Regions from separate parts of the Mus musculus genome. Here region 1 is linked to region 2. A link is a contact called in public HiChIP or PLAC-seq data. All regions are on one chromosome and are shown on one strand. Each heading gives the region's core, a stretch centred on a gene start, on an enhancer-like site or on the middle of the called end of the contact. The rest is flanking DNA. Distances are from core to core; before and after follow the strand shown.

What was found. HiChIP or PLAC-seq counts read pairs in DNA pulled down with a chosen protein or histone mark.
Region 1: a contact with region 2 is called in an H3K27ac HiChIP or PLAC-seq map of hepatocytes, with 2.6 times the contacts expected there. The contact joins two enhancer-like sites. A contact is called at or near these places in 5 of 39 promoter capture datasets (the C10 cell line, liver, stem cell-derived epiblast-like cells and 1 more), 11 of 484 Hi-C or Micro-C datasets (8-cell embryo, embryonic stem cells, liver and 1 more), 7 of 115 datasets of contacts at active chromatin or transcription factors (embryonic hindbrain, embryonic stem cells, hepatocytes and 2 more) and 3 of 9 other capture datasets (adipose tissue, liver and pancreatic islet).

Annotation. Positions count from the first base shown.
Region 1 is chr9:63,200,101-63,203,861 of GRCm38.p6, reverse strand. All of the region lies in intron 19 of Map2k5 (mitogen-activated protein kinase kinase 5), which reads left to right. Among named protein-coding and RNA genes, the nearest start is that of Skor1, 55 kb to the right of the region's middle. Within about 2 kb of position 2,316, at least 17 of the 459 cell types and tissues checked have an H3K27ac peak or open chromatin away from gene starts, as enhancers often do. A contact at or near this core is called in hepatocytes, where this site is marked.
Region 2 is chr9:63,127,901-63,131,373 of GRCm38.p6, reverse strand. No RefSeq gene overlaps it. Among named protein-coding and RNA genes, the nearest start is that of Gm25064, 3.6 kb to the left of the region's middle. Within about 2 kb of position 1,378, at least 7 of the 459 cell types and tissues checked have an H3K27ac peak or open chromatin away from gene starts, as enhancers often do. A contact at or near this core is called in hepatocytes, where this site is marked.

The DNA of each region.
Region 1 (3,761 bases), core at 1,067-3,566, 72 kb before region 2:
CATTTCTAGACCAACTAGGTTTCCTCTCCTGGAGAACACAGACTTGGCCTGTGAATCTGCCAGTTGTCTCACAGAGATGGCCACCATAGGGAATGAACAGTGAGGCTCAAAAACCAATTTGGGATTTGACAGCCAAATGCTCTTCTGCCTGACCTGACGACTCTGAAATTACAAATGACCCTTGACCCCAGCACCACGAGTAGAAATGGAGTGATCTAAGATTGCTGTGCTAATTAGTATGAACCACAGGACCTAAGACCAGATATGTTTGGGCCAAGCCACAGGAACATCAGATTTGAATTAAAAGACTTACCATGAAAATATAGAACGTGATTTGGTGTTGGCTTCATGTGATTCTTTAATGTTAACTACTTACTGGCTTGGTACTGTAGCATCAGTGTATCTTAAAATGGGCTATTTTAAATCTTAGAAAGCAGGCCAAACGTGATAGCACATGCCTTTAGTTCAAGTCTAGCCTAGTCTACATAGTGAGTTCCAGGAGAGCCAGGGCTCTGAAGAGAGACCCTGTCTCAAAAAATAAAATAAAGTAAAATAAAATAACAGCTTCAAGAGCTTCCTCTTTTGCGCATGTGTATGAGGAAGGAGGGGACAGGAACATATGTGTACACATGTCTACACTCATGACCAGATGCATGTGCTGAACTCAGAGGTCGGTCTGGTCAGGAGTCCTCTGTCACTCTACCTTCTTCCTTTCAGGCAGGGTCTCTCATTCTTTGGCCCGGCTGACAGCAGCCAGCCCTAATGCTCACCCTGTGTCTATTCCCCTTGGTGCTTGGTGCTAGGTATTTGCAGAAACACACCCGTGGGTGCTGGGCTCTGAACTTCAGTCTTGATCCTTGTGTACCACTGAGTCATCTCTCCAGCCCCTCCCCCATTAGAAGATTTTACTGCATTTTAACATTGATCATAGAACTCACAAAGTCAATAGCCCAAGATTGTTTAGTTATCCCTCTGTCTCCCATATGTCAGTAAAATAAAATCCTGGTTTGGAGGGATACCTGTATTTGTACAAATAGAAACGTTCATGGTGTTAATACCGCATGTGCTCCCTGCGGTGAGGGGAGAGGACAGGTGAAGAGCAAAGGCTCAGGGCTGCCATTCCCTGATACCCTATCAGTCATCCCACAGAGCCAGCCTCACCGTCTTTGATGTGGTAGGTGCTCGCTTGAGAAAACTATCATGTGACTGAGAAATACATAATTTTCCATTTGGATGTACTCTGAATTAACCACCACATTGTTGTAAAAGTCCATTGTTGTCTTTACTTCTGAGTGAACATAAAACTGAAGTCCTCAGAAATATGTCTTAAAGATTCCTCAACCTTGCCAGTTGTGACAAAGCAAGGATCTAAGAATTTCAGCTTCCTGCGAATTTTTTAAAAATAGTTTTTTCTTTTTGAGAGTTCTCACCTAATATGGTTTTAGATTCTCATTCAGTTGGAGAGAATAGAGATCCCTACTTCCCACTTACAACTCCCATAAGTCAAACACAGTAAAGCAACCAGGACTCCAACATGAGCACAGACGTGGGCCCTGACCTTATTCAGACACGTGATTATTTGTGGGGACAGGAGTAGGGTGTATTAGAGGTAAAAATTAATGTACAGGTCCTTTCAAAGATTTATTTTTACTTTTTAAAGTGTATGCATGTGTGTGCATGTCTGCATGTAGGTGGATGCATATGAGTGCAGTGCCCATGGAGGACAGAAGAGGGCATCAGATCCCCTGGAGTTGGGGTTGCAGGCAGTTGTGAGCGTGCAGTGCTGGGAACCAAACCTCTGGAAAAGCATTCCGATTCCAACCACATGGTGATCCTTAAAGCCGAGGAACATGGTTTTCAAACCGGATATTCTTTTACAAAAGTGACCCCCTCTTTGGTTGCCTCAAAAGCCTTTTCTTATTTGTGCTTTCTGTATAAGGAATATCTGCCCTTCCTGCCCTTGTAGTCGGTCACAAGTTTGCTCATTGGAAGACTTAACTGTGTGATCTGGCAGCAACTGTAGTTCTTCCACCTCAGTGAATATGCAGGTACACACACACACACACACACACACACACACGATTTTCTGCTACTTGCCTTTGTTTTATGCCTGAGTACCTTGCTGACAAGTGCTAATAACAAAATACCCAGAGAGAGAGAGTCCAGTTGAAGTTAGCACACATTAAACATTCCAGACTTGTCCCTTTGCTCAGAGATTGTGCATAATTAATAATTAAACAGTTTGGGTTGTAATGGGTTGACCTCTCTGAACTGTTCATTACTCACAAGGCAAAGGCGTCATTCAAACTTTGTTCCCAGTGTCCTTCGCTGTTGTCTGGTGTGCGGCCTGCCCGTGTTTGGTTGTTCAGCAGAAGGGCTGACCAGATAGTTACGAAGCCTCTGAGATTGGCAGACACACACACACACACACACACACACACACACACACACACACACACACGCCACCCCTGTATGCCGAGAACTGCTTACTAAAATGCTTCGTGGTGGCTGCTGTCAGTCATTTAGCAGTTACCTGCTTGGTGGCAGGATACAGTTTGTGGTCCTTAGCAGGATTTTAAAGTTGTTTTGGGATTCAATCTCAGGTTAAAGGTTTTGGCTAAGGTTGTGCCTGCTCCTGCAGTCCAGACCTTCCTGCTTAGATGTTTACAAGAAAGCCCTCGGGGTGACATCCGGAACCCAGGACCTAAAGGCTTCTATGACCCATTTTTTTTTCCGAGACAGGGTTTATCTGTTTAACCCCTGCTGTCCTGGAACTCACTTTGTAGACCAGGCTGGCTTTGAACTCAGAAATCCGCCTGTCTCTGCCTCCCGAGTGCTGGGATTAAAGGCGTGCGCCACCACGCCCGTTCTTCCCGGTTTCCACCAGATCTTGAGACATTTAGAGTACCGGCTTCCTCAGTCAGCATGTCTGTTTCCAAACGCATGTCTTCTTCTTGCCTGAGCCCTGTTCCCAGAGGACATTTGGATGTGTAGCAACATGTACTTTACTGGCGTCTCTGACTCCTCACCCCACCCCTCAATGGGTCTCAGTCCCCAGTCCCCGTCAGTCCCACAATGACGAGGTGCTTCCCCTTCCGGTGGACCCTCAGGAAGCCAGAGCCTAATTTTTAAGTATGTGTCTGACCTTGCTTCTTCCCTAAACTTTGAACAAAATAACAAGATAGACCTGTTCTTAGAGGGTTTCTCATCCTGAGCTATACAAACTACTACTACTACTACTACTACTACTACTACTACTACTACTACTACTACTACTACTACTACTACTTCTTCTTCTTCTTCTTCTTCTTCTTCTTCTTCTTCTTCCTCTTGCTCTTGAAAGCATCTCTTCAGCAGTATGACTGTTGGCAGACTGTTAGTGCGCTGCTCTCTTGTATGTTAACAGCTGCTTCTGTGGAACACTAAGTCTCCAGGGTCAGCCTTGCCTGTTTTCTCCACCACCCTCTAGCCAGCCCTCTGATTCTCAGAATAGGTCTCCTTGAAGCATGCAAGAGATGTGGGTTTTAAAATGAAAAAGAAATATCTGATGGCATGCACTTGAGATTAGATTGTCCCCCCCCCCCACATCTCTGATGAGTGATTTCTTCTAGACCCCACTGAGATGAGAATCTGCTCTCTGCGACTCTCCAAAGTCAACATGGGCTGCTGTTGTCAGAAGTAAAATAAATTATTCACGTCTACCACCCGGTGTTCCATAGTTTTATAATATGAGACATGTAACAGGCCATAATATTAGGTCT
Region 2 (3,473 bases), core at 129-2,628:
GATTCACTAATAAGTTGTCCTCTGACCTCCGTATGTGTGTGCCATGGCACACACCCAACCACACACATATGCAAAATGATAGGTAACAAAATCTTGAGTCCTAATATGACTTTTGTATTCTGTTTACAAAGGTAAAATATGCTGGGCGTCCCTGAGGTGTGCAAACCTCCCACTGCAAATGGATCTGTAGCAGCCATTGTGGACCTTCCCTCAGCCCCCAAGGCCCCATGTGGATGTGGGCGCCTCGGAGTGATTTGTGCCTAGAGCAGAGGTGGGACCAAGTGCAAGGTAATTAGGTCACAGGGCACCACTCGTGAAGATTTATTTATTTATTCCTTTTATTTATATGAGTACACTGTAGCTGTCTTCAGACACACCAGAAGAGGACATCAGATCTCATTACAGAGGGTTGTGAGCCACCATGTGGTTGCTGGGAATTGAACTCAGGATCTCTAAAAGAAAGCAGCCAGTGCTCTTAACGGCTGAGCCATCTCTCTAGCCCTCACCATGTGATTTTTCACATGTAGCCTAAAGGAGGCCAAATGCATCTCTGTGTAGTGATGTAACCAAATACCTTCAGCAAAGACCAAGCAGATGGGGATATCCAGTCACAGATTTTAGCCCTCCAAAATTGTAAGCTGTATAAACCTCTTTTCTGTACAGATTCCCGACCTTGGGTGTTTCGTTATAGTATCAGAAAACAGACTAAGAGAATGGGTAAATGGAAGAGATTAAATGGATAGGGCATGCGGCTGGAGGAGAGCTCACATGATGGAACCCCTTAAGCGGAGAGAGAACCAAGGGATCATGACTTCACAGAGAGTCTCGGTCCCCCAGGGCTTAGGCCCTAGAGCAGAAGTGTGGGTGCTATTGAGGGATGGCTTTGGCCAGCTACAGTGGCAGCAGAGCTCCTATAACCTTCAGAATCATTGGCTTCTCTCCACAATACAGACCTGGGGTGACCTGAATGTAGATAGAATTCCCTGAGTGTCTTGGGCTGTAGAACCCCAAGAGACAAGGTTTGATCACTTGCTCCTGTTGAGAAGAGTTTCCCACCACCTAAGTGAGAGAATGCAGACCGGGTTTGATGATGATGATGATGATGTATTTTGAGACAGAGTCTCTCTACATAGCTCTGGCTGTTCTGGAACTCACTTTGTAGACCAGGCTGACCTCGAACTCAGAAATCGGCCTGCCTCTGCCTCCTGAGTGCTGGGATTAAAGCTGTGGGCCACCACCGCCCGGCTATAAAGCAAAATTTTTTAAAATAAACAAACAAAATAAAACTAAAGAGGAGGAGCCTGAGTCTAAGGGCGGATCTAGCTCTCTCTGCCTAAGTCAGCATATCTGTGTTGTTTTGCAAGGGCACTCCTCCAAACCTTGGCACCCTGGCCTCTGACGTCACTCATCTACCCTGCCATGCTGACAGCGGCATCCGGGTTAGCCACAGCATGAGTCCCAGCAGCCCCTCCGCTGACTGTAGATCACCCGGAAGCAAGCCATTTCCACTTTTCCAGGTGCCAAGCTACTGACTTCTCTTCTAGACTGAAGACATATTTCCTGCCTTTTGGTGTCCAAGTCTGGGGACACTGGGAACGGATAGGTAAGGGCACTGGGAACTCCAGAGAGGTCTGGGCCCTCTCCCAGGGAACAGGAGTAGCTGCCACGCCCCTTACCTGGTGATTGAGACACTTGCCCCCATCAGGAAAGACTCGAAAAACCAGAAAATGAGAGTGCCAAGATGAACCATCACACTGTGTTAATATTTTCACACCACTTAACTCTCATTAAAATGTACTTTGCTGAATTTAATATGTGATTTCAAATGACACAACATATTAAGTGCTTAATATACTAGAAATTATGAAACTATTATAGTCGATGCCATATGAAATAATTAGAGTGAATTAAACTTTAGCAGCCGAGTGAAGGAAAAGCTCTTACAATGTCTGCAAGTCACTTACGCCAATACTGTGACCCCCAAATAAATGTCCAGAAATTAGGCTCTTTAAATAAAAACTGAACTTCATGTGTACTTACATCACAAGGTCTTCTGGGCTTTGGTGACATGGAACATGGCTGCACTGGACAGAAGGTGAGAGGCCCTGAGGTCTCCTCCCAGGGAAGAGTCATGGGCCTTACCTGACTTTGCCCCAGTGACATAACTCAAGTGGCATAAGATGTCAAGATGAGTAGGTCGTCTTTATGTCAGACCGGTATACTGCAGAGCTAAAAATAGAAACAAGCCTTCTCAACTGGCAGGGCTGGCAGGGCTGGCAGGGCTGCACTTTGTGCCAGCTGTTTCCCGTGCAGTTGATCACTTAGCCTTACAGCACATCTGTGCTATTAGCTGCCATTTTCTGCTGAAGAAACTCTCTCTGGACGAGAATCATCGAGGTATTTGATCAGATCCATTGTTGGCCCACATCTCCTTTGTCTGCCTGTAAACTCTTCAGATTTCTCATTGTGTGTGAGCACTAGTGTATGAACACATGCATGTGTGTGTGTGTGTTCTGCATATGATATGTTTGTGGAGGACAGAAGGATGTCCCCTGTTGCTCTCCAATTCCTTTTTAAAATATTTTATTCATGTCTATAAATGTGCGTCCGTGTGGGTGTGTGCAGGTGCTCTCAGAAGCAAGCAGAGGGCCTTACATCTCCTGGGGACGGAGTTATTGTGAGTTGCACAACTTGGGCACTGGGAACTGAACGCTGGTCCCCTGGAAGAGCAGTACTTGCTCCTAACTGCTGGGCCATCTCCACTTTATTCACTTAAGGCAGAGTCTCTCACTGGACTGATTTGGCTGGATGGGCTGCCCAGCAACCCCAGGCACCCTCCTGTTTGCATCTCCTCCATCATGGGATTACAGGCGCACTTCGCCATGCCTGAGTTTTTACATGGACACTGGAGATCAAACAGCAGGCTCTCTACCCACTGAGCTGCCTCCCAGCCTTGAATATTCCTGATTTTTTATTCTTCTCCTCCTGCTCCTCCTCTTCATCCTCTTCTTCTTCCTCCTCCTCTTGTTTTTGTTTTGTTTTGGTTTTTGGTTTTTTGAGACAGGGTTTCTCTGTGTAGTTCTGGCTGTCCTGGAACTCACTCTGTGGACCAGGCTGGCCTCGAACTCAGAAATCTGCCTGCCTCTGCCTACGAAGTGCTGGGATTAAAGGCGTGGGCCACCAAGCCCGGTTTGTTTCTTATTTTTGAGACGGAGTTTCTCTGTGTAGCCCTGGCTGTCCTGGAACTCTCTTTGTAGACCACCTGTCTTAGAGCTCACAGACATCCCCCTGCCTCTACCTCCTGAGTGCTAGGATTAAGGGCATGCACAGTCTGCCATGCTCAGCTTATCTATTTATTTTAAAGATTTGTTTTTAGAACTATATTTATGTGTTTATGTCTATGTGTGAGTGTGTACATGTGTGTGCAGGAGCCCATGGAAGCCAGAGGCATCATCAAATCTCCCTGGAGCTGC